Regions from separate parts of the Mus musculus genome. Here regions 2 and 3 are each linked to region 1. Evidence: chromatin contacts called from public HiChIP or PLAC-seq data. All regions are on one chromosome and are shown on one strand. Each heading gives the region's core, a stretch centred on a gene start, on an enhancer-like site or on the middle of the called end of the contact. The rest is flanking DNA. Distances are from core to core; before and after follow the strand shown.

Region 1 (2,789 bases), core at 225-2,724:
TCCCTCCTTCCCTCCTTCCTTCTCTCCTTCCCTCCATCTTCTCTCTCTTTCTTTCTTTCTTTCTTTCTTTCTTTCTTTCTTTCTTTCTTTCTTTCTTTCTTTCTTTCTTTCTTTCCCTCTTTCTTTCTTTCTGGAAAGTACTGATGGGGAAAAGCCATAAGTTCTGGGACAAAGCTCCAGGCCTGTCCCTGCCCCCAACCCCTGCCCTTCACCTTTGCTCTAAGCAGGCGAGAGAGCCAGGGGCCTGCTGACAGTCTTTCTTTGCCCTGGTTTCTGCCATCCTCCTGTGTAAATCCAGCTGCCTGTGCCCGAGTCAGAGGACTTCCTGAAAGGCCCTTGGCTGCAGGATGGCCCTCACACTCTGGTCTGTGTCAGGCTGCAAGGTTTTCAGAGTGAAAACTTGTTGCTCTGCCTTAATGTCAGCTGTTTCCTTTCTGGTCACACTGTGCCTTCCCTCTGCCATGTCCTCCCCCACATCTGGAGGAAGGTGTCCCCTGCACTAAGCCAGTGCCAATCAGATCACTCCTTCCTTCCTTTGCCACAGCAATTGGCTTGGAGATGGAACTTAGACTTATTCTTGCCAATGAGTTCCATCCTGCGCATCTGTGTCTATGCTGGGTGCAACAGTCAGCACAAGGCAGGGTCTGCTGCAGTAATAGGCAGCCTTGAAGTTTCAGCAAGGGCAACCCAAGCTCTTTGGGCCCTCCTTACTGTTCCCTTGATCCATGTTCAAGGGCACCAGGTGATGGGTGGTACCTCACCTCACCAGGCATCAAGGATGAAAATGTGCAGTCACGGAGGTGGGCTTTCTGAAGCTGGCCGAGCTGCTTAAGCATGGGGCCCTGTTGACCACCTTGGGCCCAGTTCTGTCTCAGAGAAAGAGTTCCTCTCCCTACTATGCCTCCAGCCCTCCCTTCTTGTGTACCTCGATTGGATTCTAAGGGTTGGCTCGAGTGACAGCCTTGCTTGCTGCATCCCCAGACTCACTTCCACAGTGTCTTGGCATAGAAGGGGCTAGGGAAACACCTCACTACTTAAGCTTCTCTCAGCAGGACTGAGGCCCAGAGCTTGGCCCCCAGAACTCACATGAAAGACAGATGTGGGTGAATGTGCCATCCCAGAGCCAGGGAGTCAGAGGCAGGCAGATGCTAGGGTTCACTGGCCAGCTTAGCTTACCTCTAAGGCTGACCTCTGCCTGCCACACACATTCACACACTTGCATACAGAAGGAGCTCTTTATGAGCACACAGTAGGAGGCATCCTTAAGCACACAGTAGGACATACCTACAAAGCCATAAGTGCTGGTACCACTAAGGTAAGCATCTGGAACCTAGGCTAGTAGTTACCTGGGCCATTTCAGGGAGCTCTGTCTTGGCTGTGGCCCCCTCTGGGGTGCACTTTGTTGAGCTGAGCTGGGTTGGGGAGGGGCTCGGAGAGAGGGTTGGTGTCTCCCTTGGGGTCACCAGGGGTCAATGAGCAGGGGTTGGGCTTATGAATTTCCTCTCAGGGCCCCAGACAATGGGGGCTTATTTGGTAATGTTGTTTCCTTGGCAACCATCTCTGTTCTGGAGAGTGGAGGTACTGGGGGTGGGGGAGGGCTGTGGAGAGAGAGGGGTTGCTGGAGGGGACACCTACTTTTAAGGTGCAAAACAGAGGCTAGTCTGTGTGGGTGTCTTACCTTCTCTGGAACTTGTCATTTCTAGGACAATTCCTTGCATTTTAAGGACATCTAGAGAGCTGAGTTTGAGTTTAGACATCTAACTCACTGTGTGACCTTGGGTCGATGACTTGCCCTCTCTGAATTTCAAGTTTTTCTCCTGTGAAGTAGGGGTAATTCTTTGTAGGGTGATTTGGGAGAGACAAGCACATTATGGGGCGTGACAGAAGGCCCTTCTGAGCACTTGTTTCTCATTTGATTGGTTCTTACTGCTTGGATTTAGTCACCTCCTTGGTCAGCATCTTAGAGTCACTGTTGTTGTGATGAGACACCACAACCAGCATGGGGAGGAAAGGGTTAATTCTGCTCACACTTCCACACCACAGCCCATCACCAAAGAAAGTCGGGAAAGGAACTCAAGCAGGGAAGGAACCTGGAGGCAGGAGCTGATGCAGAGGCCATGGAGGGTGCTGCTTACTGGCTTCCTCACCATGGCTTGCTCAGCCTGCCTTTTTTTTTTTTTTTTTTAAAGATTTATTTATTTATTTATTTATTATATGTAGCTGTCTTCAGACACTCCGGAAGAGGGAGTCAGATCTTATCACGGGTGGTTGTGAGCCACCATGTGGTTGCTGGGACTTGAACTTCGGACCTTTGGAAGAGCAGTCGGGTGCTCTTACCCACTGAGCCATCTCACCAGCCCTCAGCCTGCCTTCTTATAGAACTCAGGGCCACCAGCCCAAGGATGGCTCCACCAACAACGGGATTGCCACACCCATAATGGGCTGACCACACCCACAATGAACTGGCTCCACCCACAATGGGCGGGCCCCCATCAATCACTAATCAAGAAAACTGCCCATAGGCTTATGGCGGTATTTTTACATCAAGGCTTCTCCTCTTTGAGGACTCTAGCAGCACAGAAAGCTTCCAGAGTCACACAGATCTGGAATTTCTAAGGACCAAGGTGGTTGTTCTGGGAGCTTGGCTGCCGAAGGGTCTTCATTATTGGTCATGAGTCACTTTCTGGCATGTGAAGAGACTGAGGTCAAGTCTAGGGTGCCCTTGTCCTGTCTCCCTGCCGCACCCTCCCTGTATATGGATTTGAGTGCCTCATTCCTGGCTGCCAGGG
Region 2 (2,700 bases), core at 142-2,641, 520 kb after region 1:
CTTCTCATCCCCAGTGAGGAAGTCGGGGGCTGGGAAAGGAGCAAGTTTGCTGTTTGCTGCTGGTTTGGGCTTTCTTTTTCCCAGATTTATTTTTTATTTTATGTATATGGGTGTTTTGCCCGCGTGCATGACTATGCACGATGTACATAAAGTGCCTGTGGAGACCAGAAGAGGGCGTCAGATCCCCTAGTACTGGAGTTACTGATGGTTGTGAGCCACCACGTGGGTGCTGGGAACCAAGCCGGGGTCTTCTATAACAGCAGCAGGTGCTCTCAACAACAGAAGCATCTCTCTAGCCCCTTGGGTGAGGTCTCACCATGTAACCTGGCTTCCAATGTTCCTGCCTCAGCTTCCCAAATGCTGGGTGACAGGTTTGGACTGCCACACAGTGGGGATAAATAATGTTTCTTAAGCCTCGCTGTGGGTGGCCAACTCAGGCACTGCCCAGACAAACAGGGCGGGAAGGAAGGTCCTGTGTGCAGTGACCCCAAGAATCAAAGATGGTCCGTTTCCTGGGGCCCTGAGGCTACCTTGTTAGCAGGGACTCTGTGGCTCGAAGCTCACAGAGGCTCCCCACACGGCCAGGCATCACTGGGCAGCCACCTCCACATCTGCATGAAGTTACTGTTAAGTGTACTTTACAGAGGAGGGAGCTGGGGCTCAGAGAAGGAACGTGGTTAACCTGAGGTCACACAGCAGTCTTTCATAGGAGATAGAAATAGAACCAGACTGCCTAGCCCCAAAGCTTTCGGCCACATTCTTTGCCCCTCTGCCACTGCTCTTCCTACAGCAACCTCAAGGGCCTTTGCCCCAGAGTCTGCGATAGGAGCATGAGCATGGCCCCTGCCCTGCTTATCTGACAAAGCGGCGTTCTTGGATTTTCACATTGTCTGCGCTGGTGCCAATCATCCTAGCTCCCTTAGAGGAAATGAGGACAGCTTGAAGAACCCTTGTGTTGCGGAGTGTGCGCAGCGAAATCCCTCCGCTCAGGAGAGAGGGTTAAAGTGGGCGTGCTCAGGCCCGCTCTCCTCTTCTGTTCTCCCCTCTTCCACCCAACCTCCCACAGGACTTGACTCAGCCCTGCCTGAGCCTTCGGAGACCTGTGTCACACTGCTGGGTGGTCTCTGGCCGGAGCCCCATCCTCCCCAAGGCAGGGCCCCTCTTCCTCTCCCAGCACGAAACTTCAGACCATCCTCGGCGGACAACAGAGGAGTCCTTCAAACATTAGAGGCCCAGAGGACTTAAAAACCCAAGTAGCTCCTAAACAGAGAGAGGCCTTTCAACCGCAGACAGAGCAAGGCTGCATTTGTTTCCAAAAGCAGAGGGCCCAGGAGAGAGAAAGGAGCCTCCTTGCGGCTCCCGGGGAGGAGCTGGTGGGGTCAAAGGGCACATTCCGATCTCTAAGATGCATTGACAAGCTCCGCCTCCTTCAGCCCTGTAGGAGACCTGGGGACCAGAGGGGGGTGCCGCTGCTGGAGGGTGTAGGGGGCCTCCAAAGCAGGCTGGCCGCAAAGTGAAGGCAGGAGTCGGCCTCCCGCAGGCAGGCCAGAAAAGAATTCTCAGGTCTTATGGAAGGAGCAGGGAGCTAAAGGCAGGGCCCCGGAGGTGGGCAGTTACTGGAATTTGTGGAGAAGTTGGAAGTTAGGGAGGGAAGTCCTGAGTGACAAGGTGGGGGCTGACTGACCATTTGTAAGTCAGCAGCAAGCAGGACCCCCGCTGGGGGCCTGACTTCCCTCCCAGCCAGGGCTGGGCCACCATGGACAGCTGTGTTGCTATCTCTGAGCCTCAGGTTCCTCAGTTGTGTCTGGCCCCAAAGTCATGGATTGAGAATCCATGAAGACAAGAGAAACCTCAATGCCCGAGGGTGAGGCTGGTATGTAGGATACCTCACCTGGAGGAGGCACCGCAGGCCCAGGAATCCCACTCCCCGCACCCCACAGTTTTCTCTTGCTGGTACTTTGGTTGAAGCACCCCTTTCCAAGACATCATTTCCCTTCAGAGAAAGTAGGGAGATGGCTGTACAGGTTCAGAAGCAAATGATATGGAGTGTCGGGGGGGTTAAGAGTGAACGTGCAATGTGGGCAGTATGTGCGTGGTGTGCAGTGTGCGCATCTGTGGTGATGTGTTGTATTATGTGCATGTGGGATGAGGTGTGTATAGTGTATGTGTGTGGGATGAGGTGTATAGTGTGTGTATGTGGGGTGAGGTATGTTCAGTGTGTATGTGTGGTAAAGTGTGTATAGTGTATGTATGTGGGATGAGGTATGTAATGTCTATATGAGGGATGAGGTGTGTGCTGTGTGCATGTGTGGGGAGGTATATAGTGTGTACATGCGGGGTGAGGTGTGTACTGTGTGCATGTGGGGTGAGGTGTGTATAGTGTGTGTATGTTGGGTGAGGTGTGTACTGTGTGCATGTGGAATGAGATGTGCTGTGTCTATATGTGGGGTGAGGTGTGTAGTGTGTGCATGTGGGTTGAGGTGTGTAGTGTGTGCATATGGGGTGATGTGTGTAGCATGTGCATGTGGGTTGAGGTGTATACTGTGCGCATGTGTGGTAAGGTGTGTAGTGTGTACATGTGGGGTGAAGTGTATACTGTGTGCATGTGGGGTGAGGTTGTAGTGTGTGCATGTGGGGTGAGGTGTATAGTGTGTGCATGTGGGGTAGGTAACACGTGTAGCATGTGCATTGGGGTGAGGT
Region 3 (2,917 bases), core at 92-2,591, 550 kb after region 1:
GACACATTCACATGTATACATATGTATACACATACATACATGTGCATATTCATGTACCAGAATACACACAGGTACACCACACACATTTGCATATGATACACACCACATACATTCACACATGTACACATTTATACATATGCACTTATACAAATCAGACTACACACACACATACACAAATGCACACACACACTAACATGCTACTAGCTGTTCACATTCAAGATCTGCAACTCTTTCTAGCAGGAAGGCAGGGGTTATGAAGCTGTGTCTCATTAGGCGGCGTGCTTGGGGTGGACATCACTGTTCTCTAACCTCTGCATCCTGAAATTCCATCAACTCCTATGCCCCGCCCTCCCCAGCCCATGTCGAGTCCCTTCCTCCCTGTCTCCCCAGGGGACCTCCAGGGTCTCAGAACCCAGTGAAGTACCTTCCTCTTCTATGCACTCTGGGGGGGTGGGGTGGGGGGGGGAGGGCTATGGGAGGGACCTAGCAGTCAATCCTTAGCAGGTGAAGGGCTGGGCAGAGCGTCGGGAAGGCGTGGCCCATACTGATGAAAAGGAACAATCCACACTCATCCCCAGCCACATACTTGTCTTGATGCACGAACGTCCTGTGGGTGATTCGAACAGTAGGGTAAGTGAGGCCGATGGGCCACTTCAGTCTGCTTAAGAGCTTGGGTCTCCGATGCAGCTAGAGTGGTGGCCTCTGCTGTCCCAGGCATTTAATACACACTGGAGGATCCAGTCCTCTCTCGTGGAGAAATGAGACTCCCTGGGTCAATCCTGCGGGCCTGTGTTATATGGGCCCTCCACTGAACTTCCCTCAGCTCCAGTGCTCAACCCTTTGTGGAGACGATGGAATGACAACTCTCTCTGAATTCATTTCACGAGATGGCTTCCCTGTGAGCCTGGACCTTTTTGCTAGGTGACCCAAGGCCCCAGATGGCCTCCTGTACCACCCCCCCAGTTTCCTATAAAATCCCAAAATTTGCAGCCAAGGCCCATCTGACGGGCCCTGTTACAAAAGCTGTTGCCTGCCAAAGTCCCAGTATGTGGGCTACCTCATCTTTGTAATATTAGAAATATTGAAAATAGCTCACAGACGACACCATCCCACACCACGTCAGCCACTGCTGCTGGCCCAGCGCCCAAGGCCCGGCTCTGTGGGTCTCACATGACCACCTTGCTGCCTTCAGGGCTGGGCTAGTGAGGGCATCCACAGGCCCAGAACCTTCTGGTGTGTTCGAGGTTTAACCCTTCTCGCCAGAGCCAGCCAGTCCTGAGGAGGCGGGGCGAGGAGGAGGCCCACTCAGCCAGGACCATGGATCCCCCTTTAGCTGGCGGAACATCAAACTCTCCCAAAGTACTTCCATGTGGTGCCAGGCCTGCGCCCGAGCCCTTCACGTTGGATTAGTCCCGGGGCCGTCGGACAGCCGCGTCCTCACAACTCTGCTTTCATGCTTGCCCACAATTTGAATGTCATCACACAAAATCAAGGCTAATTGTGAACAGGCCTGCCCCCCCCCCTCCCCTCCTCCCCTCCCCCTCCCCCTCCGCCTTCCCGACCACATCTGGATTCCACAACCTCTCCCGGGGCCTGGAGACCTGCTCAGGCTGCGAACTCTCGGTCTCTAACTTGATTTCCTTTCCTGTCTCCCGGCCTCCTAAATATATATACATCATGGAATGTTCTTTTCTTTCCTCTGCCTTTGGCCTTGGGGTTACCGTTGTCAAGACCGCCCTGCCTGTGAACCCTGCCTTTCTGGGCTTGCTCCCAGCAAGGCCGAGCCTCCTACAAAGCCCAGGGCCTCACTCTGTGCTAAGGTGGATGTAATCTTCTACTCTCTCCTACCAGCCACCACCATCTGCCCTTCAGACAATCTGTCCCACCAGGCTTTGCCCCCTAGTATGACAGATACCTCAATGTGACCACGTCACCTCTAGTCCCCCACCCAGCTGTCAGTGATATCTGAACCCCAGCAAAGGAGAAATGATCTTGCCTGTCAAGGTTTCTAGACTGAGGAGATATATTTGGGGCAGAGGAAATGGAGGTACTTTGTCAACCGTGATGAACCCCAAAGGAGACAACTGAGGAGTCTGCTTGGGACCTGTTCCAGTAGATTAAGGAGAGACTCTGGAGGCTCTCCGTGGGCTGAATGTACCCTTAGGACCCAGGGCTCTTTGGAATGGATGGGGTTTGGGAAGCAGGGTTTGGGGGTAAGCACCAGTTGGTGCCAAATATGCAGTCAAAACTCCCCCAGAGGGGCCCTTATGTTAGAGTGACGTTGGTTTTATCTATGGAAACAGTTATGTCGTCTCAAAGGCTGTGGGTGGCCATTTGACAGCTCATCATGTGGCAGAGAAGCTGTGGCCAAGAAAAAGATATTCACCCAGCCCTGAGATAAAGGGGGTCCTGTCCTTGGGGTGCTAATCGTGCTTGCTGAGGGACCCCCCAGAGAAGATGGCCCATTCTGAGGGAAACCAAGATGGACAGGAGACTCTGCATCTGGGTCCCTATTCAGGGGCAGTTGCCCAGGGTGGGGTTTCCAGCCCAGACCACAAGGAGGCTGGAGTCAGGGGTTCAGAAAAAGGCAATGGGAGGGAAGGATTGGAGCCAGCTCTCCCCAAGGCCTGGGTCCCTCACACACTGCTTGGGACCTGAGCAGGGACCTTGCCCTTCAGGGTAGGGTCACTCCCACCTCCCCTCTTGAGGTACCAGCTCATGCTGAGCCTGTTTGCCTGAGATTCACCCTGATCTGGCCCAAATACTTACCATTCTCTTTTCCAGGGGCAGAAACATAGGCTAGAATGCCCCTAAGCACCCAAGAAAAGTCACAGCAATGAAAGGAAGATGTGAAAGACATATATGGTCTATTTGATCTACACAGAAATTAAGTGAAGGGAGGAAATGAAAAATGAAG

What was found. HiChIP or PLAC-seq counts read pairs in DNA pulled down with a chosen protein or histone mark.
Region 2: an H3K4me3 HiChIP or PLAC-seq map of craniofacial prominence shows a contact between it and region 1, with 4 times the contacts expected there. The contact joins the enhancer-like site here to the promoter of 1700016B01Rik in region 1. A contact is called at or near these places in 1 of 15 datasets of contacts at CTCF or cohesin (embryonic stem cells), 4 of 484 Hi-C or Micro-C datasets (bone marrow-derived macrophages, embryonic fibroblasts, myocytes and 1 more), 8 of 115 datasets of contacts at active chromatin or transcription factors (cardiomyocytes, craniofacial prominence, embryonic basal ganglia and 5 more) and 1 of 9 other capture datasets (embryonic stem cells).
Region 3: an H3K4me3 HiChIP or PLAC-seq map of craniofacial prominence shows a contact between it and region 1, with 5 times the contacts expected there. The contact joins the enhancer-like site here to the promoter of 1700016B01Rik in region 1. A contact is called at or near these places in 7 of 115 datasets of contacts at active chromatin or transcription factors (T-cell acute lymphoblastic leukemia, craniofacial prominence, embryonic basal ganglia and 4 more) and 2 of 9 other capture datasets (embryonic tail and embryonic trunk).

The regions. Positions count from the first base shown.
Region 1 is chr5:112,154,912-112,157,700 of GRCm38.p6, reverse strand. It overlaps 1700016B01Rik (RIKEN cDNA 1700016B01 gene), which reads right to left and starts at 1,474. Exons shown (of 2, transcript NR_166436.1): 1 at 1,347-1,474.
Region 2 is chr5:111,630,387-111,633,086 of GRCm38.p6, reverse strand. No RefSeq gene overlaps it. Among named protein-coding and RNA genes, the nearest start is that of Gm36386, 32 kb to the left of the region's middle. Within about 2 kb of position 1,391, at least 74 of the 459 cell types and tissues checked have an H3K27ac peak or open chromatin away from gene starts, as enhancers often do. A contact at or near this core is called in craniofacial prominence, embryonic stem cells and nephron progenitors, where this site is marked.
Region 3 is chr5:111,600,670-111,603,586 of GRCm38.p6, reverse strand. No RefSeq gene overlaps it. Among named protein-coding and RNA genes, the nearest start is that of C130026L21Rik, 21 kb to the right of the region's middle. RefSeq lists an enhancer at 848-2,325. Within about 2 kb of position 1,341, at least 33 of the 459 cell types and tissues checked have an H3K27ac peak or open chromatin away from gene starts, as enhancers often do. A contact at or near this core is called in craniofacial prominence, where this site is marked.